Linked DNA regions of Anas platyrhynchos: region 2 is linked to region 1. A link is a contact called in public Hi-C data. All regions are on one chromosome and are shown on one strand. Each heading gives the region's core, a stretch centred on a gene start, on an enhancer-like site or on the middle of the called end of the contact. The rest is flanking DNA. Distances are from core to core; before and after follow the strand shown. Region 1 overlaps HEATR6 (HEAT repeat containing 6). Region 2 holds the start of SYNRG (synergin gamma).

The links. A called contact is a pair of places that touch in the nucleus more often than the background predicts.
Region 2: a contact with region 1 is called in a Hi-C map of skeletal muscle, with 5 times the contacts expected there. The contact joins the promoter of SYNRG here to the enhancer-like site in region 1. A contact is called at or near these places in 3 of 8 Hi-C or Micro-C datasets (liver, skeletal muscle and subcutaneous adipose tissue).

What each region holds. Positions count from the first base shown.
Region 1 is chr20:1,621,930-1,629,112 of IASCAAS_PekinDuck_T2T, reverse strand. HEATR6 (HEAT repeat containing 6) reads right to left here. Exons shown (of 20, transcript XM_027471981.3): 12 at 7,098-7,183; 13 at 6,033-6,155; 14 at 5,462-5,548; 15 at 4,514-4,648; 16 at 3,232-3,354; 17 at 2,312-2,436; 18 at 1,509-1,605; 19 at 879-1,083; 20 at 1-408. Among named protein-coding and RNA genes, the nearest start is that of HEATR6, 11 kb to the right of the region's middle. Within about 2 kb of position 3,917, at least 2 of the 8 cell types and tissues checked have an H3K27ac peak or open chromatin away from gene starts, as enhancers often do.
Region 2 is chr20:1,671,276-1,678,458 of IASCAAS_PekinDuck_T2T, reverse strand. It overlaps SYNRG (synergin gamma), which reads right to left and starts at 4,683. Exons shown (of 24, transcript XM_072025942.1): 1 at 4,512-4,683; 2 at 415-455. The coding sequence starts at 4,612. It overlaps DDX52 (DExD-box helicase 52), which reads right to left. Exons shown (of 15, transcript XM_038165622.2): 15 at 6,442-6,847. The coding sequence ends at 6,760.

The DNA.
Region 1 (7,183 bases), core at 2,668-5,167:
TCTCGCACAAGTCTGTGCGCGTTCCTGCTTCATTTTCTTCAATTCCACATTTCATATATTGCAAGACATAGGATTTGATTGCATCCCCATTTTCTGTTATGGTTCTCCAAATTAATGGCAGGTCCGTGCTCTTTGCCAGACTTAGTAAGTGAAGCAGAGCCTGGCAGATCTGTGTTCTGAGGCTGGCACTGTACTTGAATTCCAGAAAGTCCTCGGTGTCTTCACTTTTCTGCAAGGCTTCCACCAAGGCATCCCAGATCTGGCAGAACTGCTCAGTGGGTCCGTAGCACTCCCTCTTGCTAGGGATGGAGAGGGCCATGGCTGATTTGATTCGGATTTTAAAATTCTTGCATGACTTCACTACTGAGGAAAGTGCATTATATGCTTGTGTGGTCCAAGGAGCCTCTCCTAATAGTAATACAAATAAACACAACAACAACAGAAACCTTTTTCAGTCACTCCAAATACACAAAGCTGTAAATGTATCTCCAAAATATTTAACGGGCTTACATTTACTGCATTTATGCTGGTCTAATGAGAGAAGCAGGGCTTATGAAAAAGAAAATAGTTTTAGAAAAGTTAATCTGGGGTGTTAATGAAGAAGAAAAGCAACACTTTGCATCTAATCACAGCTGTAAACCTGTTCTTTTCCAACATGACACATCCAACTGAACACAGCACAGCTATGACTGTATCAGCACTTCCAGGATTTGAACCTATTTCACTGGCTAGAGTTCTGGGAAAGACATACTGCTGGATATGACAACATGATTCAGCTCAGGTTGCTTTCTCTCCTCTTCCCCAGCACATTTCTAACAGAGACTAATTAAAACCACACCTGCAGTACAAATCCAAACCCAAGGGACCAGTCTACTCACCAAGTGGCAAGGCAGTGTTCTTAAACACATTCCCCAGCGCGTAACAAGCATTCCAGCGCACCTTCATGGTGGCCTCACTCAGAACAGTAGAAATGAGGGCCTGAAGAGATTCCTCGATGGCTTCCTTAAACCTGGGGTTTGCTACATGATATGGTTGAAGGAAATGAAGCAAATTCCCAAGGGCCCGGACTGCATTGCTCTTTACCTGAAGGAAAAAAAAAAAAAGAAAAAAGTTCCCACAACAGCATTTTGGCTTTTAGTTTATGGGCAAAGCCTTTTGACAAGCCTGCTACGTAATCATGCAGAGTCAACAAGGAACCCATCTGGAATTAAGCTGGTGTCTTTTCAGATACAACTTGCTAAATACCATCAGAAAGATCATTCTCTTCATATGATCATTCCAAAACAATTAACAATCCTCATGCTGTGGACAAGTACAAAATCAAGTGCCCTGCAGGCCACAGACATGGGAAACATCCCACACATCGACCCTCAAGAGAGGATGCTGACCAGCAGCTCACTGTCTGTTGGGGCAGAACACCCTAAAAGCAAGTAAATGGTGCCTTTTATTTAAATGAAAATGTAAGAGCTAACTACACCACAATCCTCCACCCTCTTTCCCCCTCATACCTTGTCTTTGTCCTTGGATGCTTCAGTCGCAGACCGTAACATTTTCAACAGGAGGAGATCAGAAAATTCCTCTTGAAAACTTTGTCCCATTGTTTCCCTAGCAGAAGGATTACATTGTGAAAGACTGGCTCAGTTAATCCACTCTCAAAGATGTGATACAATCCTTTATAAAGTCATTTGAACAACCTTCACTCTTTAGAAGGCTAATATGTAAGGCAGACCGTACTACATGTGACCACTATGTTTATTAATTTAAAACCAAGCTATCAATGCAAGAAAGCCTGTTAGCAATGCATTACGTCTGTAATAAAAGACAGAGGGCAATGAATTGCTCAGAGGCAATTCATTAGCAGGAATATATGATAACTATTTCTCCTGTTAAAAATGTAACAGCGGGCTGGGCGTCCTCCAGCCTTTGGCTTGAGGAAGCGTTAAATATTTGTTACTCATACTTTTGTAGTATGTTAAAAGTAAAGTAACCAGGGAACATGCAATTACACTAAGTAACATACAGGGAAAAAAAAAAAAAAAAAAAACTGAAAAGTAATCTTGGAGCATTCTCCAGAATTAATGATTAGAAAGACCTAAAAATCAAGCAGTGAACTTGAAGTCAACCTCAGCTGGGTACAGGATATTTGTAATACAGCCCAAGTGTCTACACAGGCTGAAGAGTGGCTACAAAGAAGCATTCAGTTTTGACACAGTGACCACAGATTTTGTCTATTTGATACTAAGTGTCCTCTATGTGCTATGGGAATACAGGCACTGAGAGGACCTCTGTGGGCTGAAGCCCGCTGACGTACATGTTGACAATCAGAGTGTCTGTAAGGTTGCCCAGGGACCAGGCTGCTTTGGCACGGACGTTCGGAGACTTGTCATGGAGGGAATTCAGAATTGCATTTGCTGTGTCTGCCACAAACATCACATCCTATAAAAGAAAGAAAAAAGTTATTAGAAAGTTTAAAAAATCTGCACGATTTCCTTAGTAACATACACATCTGGCCCTTCTAGGGAAAATGAGATGTGCACAGACTGCCTCTATTAACATATTATTTCTTAGGCAAGAACTTTTAATGTGTTTACGGTGCTTTCTGTACAGGTTTGTTTGATCTTCAATTAACAGTCTAAACCACCATGGCGACCAAGCTCACCACTCTCCTAGGTAGCTTTTGCTGAAAGCTTTCACTGTATAATTTAATTCCATTGGTGCTTTAGTTACTTTGGATTTTAACATAATTACCTGGACTGTCAATTTTATACTCATCAAATCCCAATGTTAAGAAAGTAATTGCTTCACCAAGCTCCTTGTTGAGCTGCTTGTTTAATTTTCTCTTCTATGGTACATTACATTTCATTTTCATTCCTTTGCTCATGATAAAGGATATTGCTTGCAAAATATTTGAACTAAAATTGCAGCATCAGCTACTGCATAATTTGTTTTTGTTAAAAATCACTCACTGAAGGCTACATAGCAAAAAAAAAAAGGCTACTAACCCAACCAAGCTGAGATCAAATTGTTGTGGAAGCTAATCAGCATTTCTCTCAAAATGAGCTTTACTTGTCAGTTGTAAGCAAAACCGAAGCCCCGTCCTGTTAAATACTTTAGACCGAAAGCAAGAAGGAAGGCCAACTCATTGCAAACAAATTCAGGTCCCATATCTCATGGTTTACCAATTCCATTCTAAAATGGTTCAAAATAAGAAAAAAATAAACAAGTTCTGACCTGACGAAGGCAAGAGAAGAGGATGTAGACTCCGAGGGCACGTGCAGCAGCAGCTTTTACCAGCGGGGTCTCACTGTGGTTCAGGCCAAGCAGCAGAGTGATGCACAGGATCTGCTGGTCATTCTGAAATGAGAAGCAGTTGTGGTAACAGGGAGAAACTGAAAAAAGTCTCAAAGGCAACTGACAAATACTCTGAAAGACCACAATACATGGAAACTATAAAAGCTACCACTCAGAGTGCACTCTTTACTTCAAGGTAAATTGATGAGCATTTCTGGATGCCACACAGAAAACCACAACACTTCCAGAAAAAAAAAAAATGTCTTGTTGCTATTAGATAACACCATGAAGGAATCAAAATATTATTTATCATCCAAATGCAGAAGGTAAATGGCCCATCAGAGGTAAAACAACCTGGATCGGTTGCTTTCTCCTGTCACTTCGTAAACAAGGACAACAAGGTAGATTAAGTTCATCCTGGACAGATTGCCAGTTTACCAAACCGCGACAAAGATCTTTGTTTCATCAGAGCAAAGGGTCAGAGTGGGCACTGACTTGACCCCACGTGACCACAGGGACAAGAGAGTGTACAGGATCAAAGTACAGCGCGATGAGGTACATGCTGTACTTGGAGAAACCAGATGGAGAATACCAGAGATACTGCTGTACTAGCAATTCTTGGGCAAATGAGATCTGGCAGAGCACTGCCCATCAAGAAGGGCACAGTGACATAAAAGGAGCTGCACAATGCAGTGGTGGTACACTGCCAAGGCTTTCATGTTTAGAAGCATATTTCATGTTGCAAAAGGAGAGGAGGGCCAGCATATTCGTTTGCTTCTGCCAGGGCAAACACTGCACTTTAGTGTTTTAAAAGCCAGCCAAAAGAAAAAACCTGCATGCAAATTGGTGAACATCAGTCCACGGCTGTTAGCTCAGCTGTCTCTTCAAATGCTTAACCAGCAAAATAGCAACCCTTCACCCCTCCCTCATGAGATGAAATTCTTGCCCTCCATCCCATGCATCAATAGCCAAGGCTGAGTATTCATAGCAGGGCCAAAAGGCTTCTTTGACCCACAGTTTAATTGGTTTGTGAGACTAATTACTTTCAACATTGCCTTCTCCAGTCTTCAATAGCCACAGCTTGTTCAGAACGCAAGAAATATTCTAGGCGGCTTCCCTGCCCTCTCCATGTAATTTTTAAAGGCTTTATATTAATACAATCTAGCAGACAAGAAAAGTTTCAGTAGGTAAAAATGCCAAGCTTATAGAAGTGCTCCGTTACCTGCAGACTGCCAAAAGCTTCTGGCAAGATGGAGGACAGAGCATCACAGGCACTCGTCTGAAGAGTTGCATGTTGAGAATTCTGCAGAGCACCAGGTAGAGGGCCATTTAACATCATAGTCCAGAAAGTGACAACCTGCAGAAGCAGACAGGTTTACCTGTTAAAACTCAGCAATTATGCCTAAGTTCTATAATAGTTTGTCTTTTTTTTTTTTTTTTTTACAGTCATTTAGAAGACAAAGAGTAGGTAGCAAAATCACACGTGACAGCAATTACAACTATTTGGAACCCTAAAACAATTAACATCCAGAATGAAGTATTTAAGATATTTTAGTACTGCTATAAAGTACTTCTTGGCTGAGTTGTGTTTGTTCCTTCTCAGGGGGATACACCCACTTATACTGCATCAGGCAGAAGCACGATTCCATTCTTGAAACCACGAAGCTGGGTATTTTCATTTACAATTTTACACTGACAATTTCCATTCACAACAAGTAACAGGAAACCACTACTACTGGACACGTTCCCCAGCTGGCAGGGTCACTGGTGACAAGCTTAGATTTAGTGTACTCTAAATAACTTTTTCAAATTACCTGTTGTTCACAGAACGCCGTAACACTAGACGTCTACATCTAGGCTTTATGGAGCAGTAATGACACATGCAGTTTGGACTGGTCTTCCAGCTTCCTGACTTACATCAGGCAGGAAGAAGTGGGATGAGGAAAGGTAGAGGCACTGTTAATACCACGTAAAAAGATCACTTACCTACAGTCTAAAATAAATGCCAAAATAACGGAGGAAGTGTACAGAAATCCAGTACCTATAAAGCTGCAGGTATTTACTCCTGTTCTGCTTTCCTGTAATTGATTTGTTCCCATACCAGTAACTTTGCAGGGAATTCAAAAAAGGAAGCTCTGAGTGCAATCTCAGAGGGAGCCCACACACTTACCGTGCTGACCGGTACTCTCTGCTCAGGGGCAACAGCTGAATCAGGTTTGTACTGCTGCACTATACCCGTGCCCAGCTCCTCCAGAAGCTGCAAGGAGACAGAAAGCAGCTAGGTCTTTATCAAGGATGACTCAAGTACCACAGAACTACAGTAACCTTTATCTAGGGCTATACTTATTTACCTAAGGAACAAAAATATGAGATCCAGTATTAATTTGGACTCTATTCTGTCCCTACTAGTGAAGAAATTAGAGGAGAAGCCTTTCTTACATGAAGTCCCCAGCTAAAGCAGCATAACAAATTGCTGGGTAAAGAGGAAATCTCTTTGAGATTTCCTTTGAGTAACGGGCCAAACATTCGTTAAGAGTTCAAGACTAGAAGTAGAAGGTGCACTTCCCAAAGTGGCAGGGTGCTGCATTTCCAAAGAGCTACAGCGCGTACCAGCTCATTACAAAGTGCTGCTACATGAAAATCTCTCTGAATATTCAGCATTAGTCATCTGTATTTGCAAAGCACACGGAATGGCAAAACTGACTTGGTAAAACAACGTTGGTGTTTTCTCACACTCTTACTTTGGCTCCGTGGAGCTGAATGGATGGATCCATTTCTTCCATGCATTTGCAAGCCACTTCTCCAAGTTCTAGCAAATAGGTCTGAGCCATAGAGAAGTATCCTTTTACAAGAAGAGCCAATACCTAAACGCAACCAAAAGATAAACTCAATTCAGAATTTTTTCCTTCTATTACACCAAGCTATCTGAAACACATACAGCATGTAAACAGGCAAACCAACACAGGAACCTTACACTGAAGTCTGGTAACAGATACACCTTACAGCACGGCTTCTAGAAGAGTAGAGCTAATTAAAAACTTTCTGATTTCATGATCTTGTTCAAAAAGGAGCCACAAAAGCACTATTGGGTAGCAACACAATGAATTATTTACCGTAAGTCAAATGAGGTTTCCTGTAGCAAAAAAAAAAAAAAAAGCAAGAGTGTCTGTAAGAGTAACGAGTAATACATCCTGCATCCCCTGCAATGCTGTTGCTGTGTTCTGCAAAGCTGGATTTAACAAATATCCACCGTTCCAGAAGAAGTATGAGACCCTTGGGATGCACACTACAAAATCTTATTGTTTTCTATGGTTACATGAAGAAAAACAGGGCCAAGGCTCAACGTTCACAGGTGGTACTTTAGCCATGCAGCATCATCCTGCAGCTCTTTCCACTCTGTTCATTAACTGCAATGTTCCCCCACCCCCATTTTCTAGCAAACCTTTACATTTAGATTCTGTACAGAGGAGTTTGCATGGGGGAAAACTCATAGCTTTCACCAGATGCCAGCACTTAAAGCCAAGTAATATTTTAAAATAATAAAAGTACCAAAAATCAAGCCGAACTCACTGCTGCAGCTTTACTCTGGGAGGGCCTTGCTGCAGCCACAGGCATAGAATCAAAATGCTACTGCTCCTTCAGCCACAACAGATCAGAAACGCTGCTCTAGCAAATGCTTTCACCTCATCTCACTGAGTGAGCTAAGAACAAAGGCAACCCACGAGACTCGGCTGATGTGAGGCAATTTGATATTGTACCAGGCTGTTCATTTTACAAGCTCACTGTAGTGAACTGTTCATCATCACCTGCAAGGATTCCAGTCGAACAGGAGATGGCTCATAAACGCTCCCAGATGGGAAGTTCGCATCGCTGTCAGAACAGGAATCCTCTC
Region 2 (7,183 bases), core at 3,434-5,933, 49 kb before region 1:
TCTTGCTGAGCTTTGTAAATATTTACCAGGCCTTGCAACACCCACACAGTATGGGTATACACAGCTGGTGGGTGAAGCAGAAAGAGGTTAAATGCCACACTCAAAATAATAAGAATAAAAAAAAATCGTAAAGGCCAATTCAGGTTCAAACAACCCAGAGATGTAGTTTTTCTGGATCTTTAACCTTGCACTCAGGTAACACTACTACTTTGATGTTGCACAGAAAGTTTTATAAATAGAGTTGTAAGATTCAACTTCCCAGTATTGAACTGAAGGGGGGAAAAAAACAGCTAAGGAGTTCACTTAATAATCCCTCTTCTGAGCAAAATCATTAAGTAGAAGTTCCTTGAAGTTGGTTAATGTATCTAAACAAAGTAATGAAATCAGTGCTCACAACTTTAAGTTCACACATACCTTGAGGGGGGCCCAAGCCACCTGCGACAGGAAACATGAAGCTGGAAGAGGAGGAAAAAAATGGTACATGAAAGTCTGTGATTTGAGCGCAAATATAAATGAACGAAAAAGTTACCTCGACCTGCACGTCAACACCACCACCCTAAATCTCCCCCATTCTGGTCAGCACATCCATCTGCTGCTGCTGGTCTCACAGATGAGATGCCCGCTAAATTACACAAAAGCACCCCTGCCGGAGATCCCCCGAAACCACCCGGGCTGCAGAGCGATGGAGGATAAGATTTTATCCTCCATAACAGCACTAAGATGGTTTTGACTCATCCACATCACCCACAGGAGAGCTCTCAGCACCTACGCAGGTTGGGAAGAGGTCAGTTTGTTAATTTGGGCTAGGCCTTGGAGCACTGCAGAATGAATAAGCATCTCCTGGTGGAAGCATCTGATTCAGCAAGACCATTAACCGCACCAGCAAGCAGCCCTCGGCTCCTCAGTAACAATTTCCTGCAGAGAAATAAACTGCCCGTGAGACCCTACCATGTTCCTGCCTCCGAAATAGGTGCAGCACAATGTAACGCAGCTCCTACTTTCTCTAATTTACAAGTAAAACGGTGATATGGGAAAAAATATTCATTCCAGTATCAAGCTCCAAGCACACCTGCGGGAAGAACTGTTAAAAATTCAACCAAAAATATAACGGCAAACTTCAGTCCTCGCTTTCACATGGCAGCACGTGCTGTGCTGCCAGACTGGAAAAGGAGGGACCTGGCTTCGAAGGCTCCCTCGCAAGCGACTCAGAAGCGTAGGTCAGCAGTAATTTACCAAATGGGAACTTCAGCCAGTGTCCCAGCCAGCTATTACATCAAAATACCATGCAGAGACAAAGGCTTTTATCGATATTCGATAGCCCTCAGCACGACGGTGGGTTTAAAAGAAACTGCCTAAGAGTAAAGGAAGGAAAGCCACCATAACTGACTGCAGCCAGTTTTGCAAAACCTGCAGGAAATCGGAAAGCCAATCAGGTTTATATTTATGAAAGAGCTGTGCAATATAAATACAAAGACAAAATAAGGAATTTAGCTCGTGGTTAGACGTGTGATTTAATTGTGGCCACACGCTACACAGACAGCAGGGTACGTGGTCACCACGACAACCCCAATTACTCCTCATCTCATCCTCTAACTTGGAACCTTCGTCATGCTTTGGCTTTTCCTTTACCCTAATCACCACGCTACGTTTTAATTTCTCCTTCCACAGCTAACATACGCTTATGTCTTCAAGCAGGTCTAGGTCTTATCGCCCTTTATCACGACAATTTCAGGTTCTTCTGCTTGAAACGCTGGGCAGACATACACGGCCTCCCCTCAAAACAAATGATGGGATCGTTGGGGTTGGATTCAATTCACTTTAAACTGCGACCAAGTTCTACTCAATTCACTGGTGTTCAGGTCGCTCGTTTTGATCCACTCCCCAGAGTACAAGTACTAGTATTATGAAGACAAACAGTTTACTAAAACTCACAGCGGGATCCAGGACTGAACTCCTATATTGCTCAGGAAAACAGTTTTCTCCATCAAAGGGCTGAAGCCCAGGGAATTAACTGGATTTTGCCTGCACTTGTTTTCAGCCATGGAAATAGTCTTGTGTGTGTCCTGACAACCCCAGAGCACCATCTGGGCCATAGAGCCTCTTAAAATGCAGGTAATGTCAGACGTGTGAAGCTCCTGTCATACGCCAGATCTGCAAGTACAGCAATTTTAGGCTTCTTTAAGAAATACCTTTCTTTGTCTCTTCTGAATTATAAAGTATTTAACTTTAATTTTGAAAAGCTCACAAGTATCAAAAAATGTTCTTCACTTTTTGTTGCCCCTTCTTGTTGAGGAACCTGGTCAAGGAAGAGTTCTTCCAAATTAATAAACATAACACAAACTGAACAAGCATGGCAAGATACCCCTGCTTGTTGGAAGCAAATAAGGTACAGAGCATTAAATATTTATCCCTTTCTACTGAGCTCCTGATTTATTTATAAGTCTCAGTTAAAAAAAAAAAAAAAAAAAGACAAAAACCAATCAAACAAAAAACCTTGCAGCTAATTAGAGGGCACTGGAAGAAGAGGTAGTTAACAGAAGTGGCAAAGCAAGCTCCTTTAGCACAGCTCTCCCCATGTGCAGCCAGGATTCGTCTCAGGCTTTGCTCCGAGATTTAGTTGTGCAATTGCCTAGAGACCGTCCACATGCAAATGTACATAATCCCTACAAAGTTTTTAAACACAAAAAACAGCAGCTTTATTTCTAAACTAATTCTGGGGGACGCAAAAGAAAAAGTATATCCACACATCTGGTTAAAGCAGCTGATTAGCATCGCTGAAAAAGAAAGCTAACTCTCAGACATTTCTTAGATAAAACTGAAGCACTGCAGAAAGCCGCAGAAGTTGATAAACTGCACTGATAAAAGTAACAGCAGCTTTCTGAAGAAGAAGGCATTTGAATTCCAGGTGCCTCAAAATAACAACACTGACGAGAATGAAGAATAAGGAGATGACACGACAACACAGCAGTCTTTAAAGGAAAAAAAAGGGGGGGGGGAGCATGCTGAAATAGATCCGTAAGGACCAGTACAGCACTTACGGCCTGAAGAGCGCTCGCAGCTGGTTGCCAGCACGCTCCAGAATTACCAAATGCACTTTCTAGACCGAAGGAAACCTTCGTGACCCCAGTTGTTTAAAATAGCACGCTTGATAGTAGTGAACTGGTCTATTTTAATAAGGGTTTTTATTCCTTGTTATTTCCAAAGGGGATTTAACTGCAGCCGCAGGCTTCGCTGTTGTTCTCAGAAGTGGAAGCTCTCCACCGGCTAGGTTGATGCAACTAGATGCAATACTTTAGGTCACTCAGTACAAAAATGTAACACACGTCATATAGTCTGCACGAAAAAGAATAAGCACAAGGAAAGTGAAGCAACTACACTAGCTCAGAGCTCTTAAAGCAGCGATATAAACCCGTAAATTCTTATCGGGTAAGTATCTTGAATATCAAAACCAAAAATCAGGTTCAGTCAAAACGCAGGAGCGCAGGGAGGAGCGACTCCTCTTCTGTGTTCATACCGCACTTACAAAGCTCCAAACTATGCACAACATCGTTCTGTCTACAACTGGATTTTCAAACCTTCTCGCTCCCAATGAGTGAAGCCTCAGCCTACCAACACACCGCACACCAAGTGTCTTTTTCACTGTATTTCCACCCAGAAATCCACAGGAATGAAAGCGAAACAAGCAAAGAAACCCCAGCACACCAAACCAATCTCTGCCTGCAGACTTCTTCCTCCAAGAAACCAGAACAGGAGCAAGGGGAAACAATGACTCCACGCTGCTTTTATTCCTCTAAGCCTACAGTGGGTTGACGTTTTTGCTACTTTCTTACTCGCTAAACAGACAGTGTTGCTCTGAGAGGTTACAGGGTTTGTCCAGCCCCTCACAAGAAGTGTTGCAGAGTTATAGGTAAGGGGAAATACCAAGATAGCCGCCTGCTCCTTCCAAAATACAGAGATAAAGCACATAAATAAATACCCACAGTGGTGGTCCCAGAGCCCTGGGGGCGCAGGGCAGCCCCCCAGAAGCCCCCACACGCCGCAGGCTTCAGGCAGCCGGGGTGACCCAACCCACCCAAATTGCCTTTGTGAGAGACGAATTCACCCAACCGCCCTCGAAGTAGGACAAGGGATAAACAGCACGCAGGAGCCTGTGTTCAATATATAAATATGTGCATCACCAAGTCTTCAAAGACAGCAAAACGCAGGGCTCCCTCTCCTCCCCAAACCCACCGCCACACAATAAAACCTCCCCCTTATTGCTGCTTCTTCCTCCTGACACCATTCCTGGCTTCCCCACCGCCCCCATCGCCCCCCAGCACCAAACCCCCTCCTGCCCAGGTACCCCAGACCGCCGCTGAGGTACCTGAGGGGGTCGCTGAGGGGGCTCCGGGGCCCCCCCTCTCCCAGCACCCCGACCCCGCACCTCCCTCCTCCTCCTCCCCTTCATCCTCCTCCTCCCTCCCTCCCCACAGCCCCTCTCCCCTCTCAGCCCGGCCCCGCCGAGCACCGACCTGGCTCCCCCCGCTCCTCCCGGCGCCCCGCCGCCCCCCGGCGCCCCTCCGCCTCCACCGCCGCCTCCTCCCCCCGCGCCGGGCCCTGCCCGCAGCGCCATCTTCCCGCTCCGGCCCCGCTCCCAGCTGGGCCCCGGTGGTGGCGGCGGTGGCGGCGGCTTCCGGGGCCGGGCCCCAGCCTCAGCCCGCCCTCGGCCCGCAGCGGGGCGGAGGAGGAGGATGAGGAGGAGCCGGGGATGAAGGGCCGGGCCCCCGGGAAGCCCCGCTGGGTGCCCGCCCTCGCTGGGGTTTGGTGTGGGGTTGGGGTCCGGCCTCGCCTCGTAGCTCCGTTGTCTCACGGCACGGGAAGGGGCAGCCCTCGCTCTTTTTCTTCGTTTTCCACACGAAAACGCCTGAGGTGTTTTCATAGCTCCTCGCCTGCCATCTGTGCTGCTGGCAGGAGCGGCGGCGGCACCGGCGAAACGCTGCTGCCAGGGGAAAGGGGTGAAAGGCAGCACCAAAGCTTCCATGAAAACAAAGCAGCGCCAGCCTTCCCCTCACACCCCAACAGCACCCAGGGAGGCCAGCTCCAGCTGGCTTCCCCAGCTGCCATCAGTGTTCCCCTACCAGCACTGCTTTTTCTGTTCAATGCAGTCAAAAGCAGGCTTCCGCCAAGTGGCCCTGGGGAGGGCAGTGGAAAAGTTGCTTTATTACCTTGTAACCGTGCCTGCCAAAATCCTCAGAAGTATTGGAAAATTAAAGCCTGCTTGCTGGGGTGCTGCACGATTTACTAGCCAGTCACACAGTTGGGCAGAAGCAGCTCATCTCCCTTAATAAGTTCAGCCAAAGCTTGCTAAAATACATTACAAAGCAGGGAAGTCGTGGAGTTGTTCTTTATCCTCAGGCAAAGAAGCTATTCAGCATGACAGCTTTTCAGTACTTCACAGAGTAAATTCTACGCAGCACAGTGCTTAAGCTACAATATGCTACTGGTTAGGGTCAGAAAACACTAAAATCAAACCCAGTCTCAGCAAAACATCTAGGTAAAAGCTGAAGCTTTCGTTTCATAACCAAATCCCCCCAAAGAGAAATGTGTCATCATCTTTCTACACAACTGGAATTACACCCAGTTAGGCAAGAAAAAGATGCTCATGAGCAAAAGCTGTTTTCCCTCTTCCCGCCACTACTAGAATAAGCACATGCATTATGTGTGTTAGCAGTACCTTTTCAAGCAATTTCTTACTCAAATTGTAATATATATTCCACATCCCATCTATCATCATTACCTTGCAGCAAATGACTCTGTATTTATGAGAACATATGACTGAAGTTTTAGTAAGATAAACAGGCAAATTCATTCATAGATGGCAAAATGAAGGTGTTTCCTGTATAACCTAAATATAAGGTGCAATCCTGCAGACAAAGTGAAAGCGATTTAGCTTTTCTTATTAAACTTTAATGTATTTTAGCAAGCTTTGTCTGAATAAACAAGAGTACTCCACTGTAAGTGATTTAAACAGAGCTGGGATCCATTTCCAAAATGGATTAAGTATGAGAAAACAAGACAATACTAACAGGACTGTTTGCTTAAAGAATTACAGGTGCAAAGGAGAAGCCATTCCTGCATTACAGGACTTCTGACACAACCAGGTAGACTAAGAACACAGATGAGGTAGGTGGAGCCTGCCCTTTTTACACAGCAGAATGAGGAATAATGTATGCAGACTTGTCCCATCAAGGTTATATAAACAAGTCTCTGTATTAAAGTATTCAATGACCTTATTTATTCTGTTCTGAGGCTTAAATATGAAATAACACAAAGTAGTTGGAGTTACAGGCATGTAAAAAACAAAGTCATTTTTTGCTTATTAGATATTTCAGAAGTAGTATGAACAGAGACTTTACTTCCACCTATATACATGGTGGTATATTTTTTTGTCTGTTTTATAAAAAAAAAAAAGTTCACTGTGTCTTCTGCAAATTTATTAGGGATCACCTGACCACAAAACTAACAGTATTTCCAACTAGCAATGCACAACTAAGTGACAGTAACGGATGTTTTTTTTGAACTATCGTTCAGAAACATAAGGTATTTATGGCAAGACCACATTGTCCAGCTTCTATAAGAAGCATTCAGGAATCCTCTGCAGGCATTTCAGTAGATACTTTCTTGCACGTAAACATTTCCCTTCCCCTTTGCCATCACCTTCGTTCTTCGGTTCTTCAGCGTGGACTGGGGCATAAGTCCCAGCTCAAGAGCAGTCACTGCTCAGCTTTTTGAAGCAGTCTTTGACTTCCCAGCATCTGTAGCTTGGTTAGCTTTCTTTTTTTCCTTAATGTTCTCCTTTGCAGTTCCCCTACAAGAAACACATTGGAGATTAAGACAGCTGAATATTGCATATGGAAAAAAAAAGTACATAGCAACATCCCAGACAGTCTTTTTACATTTTACTGCAACTGAACATAAATCCTTCAGTTGCAACAGTCTGCAGCACACGTAATTGTGCTCTTCACAACCACTGTCCACCACACTGAACTGCTGCACCCCAGACAGCCTTATTCTGGGAGCTCTAGTCATTACAATTTAAAATCTATTTTTTGTATTAACAATTCATGCACTAAAAGAAAGCCAACCCTTAGGCAGAAGAGGAGCAGGTAAGGTGTAGTATTCTGCTAGGACTGCTAGTCTGAAG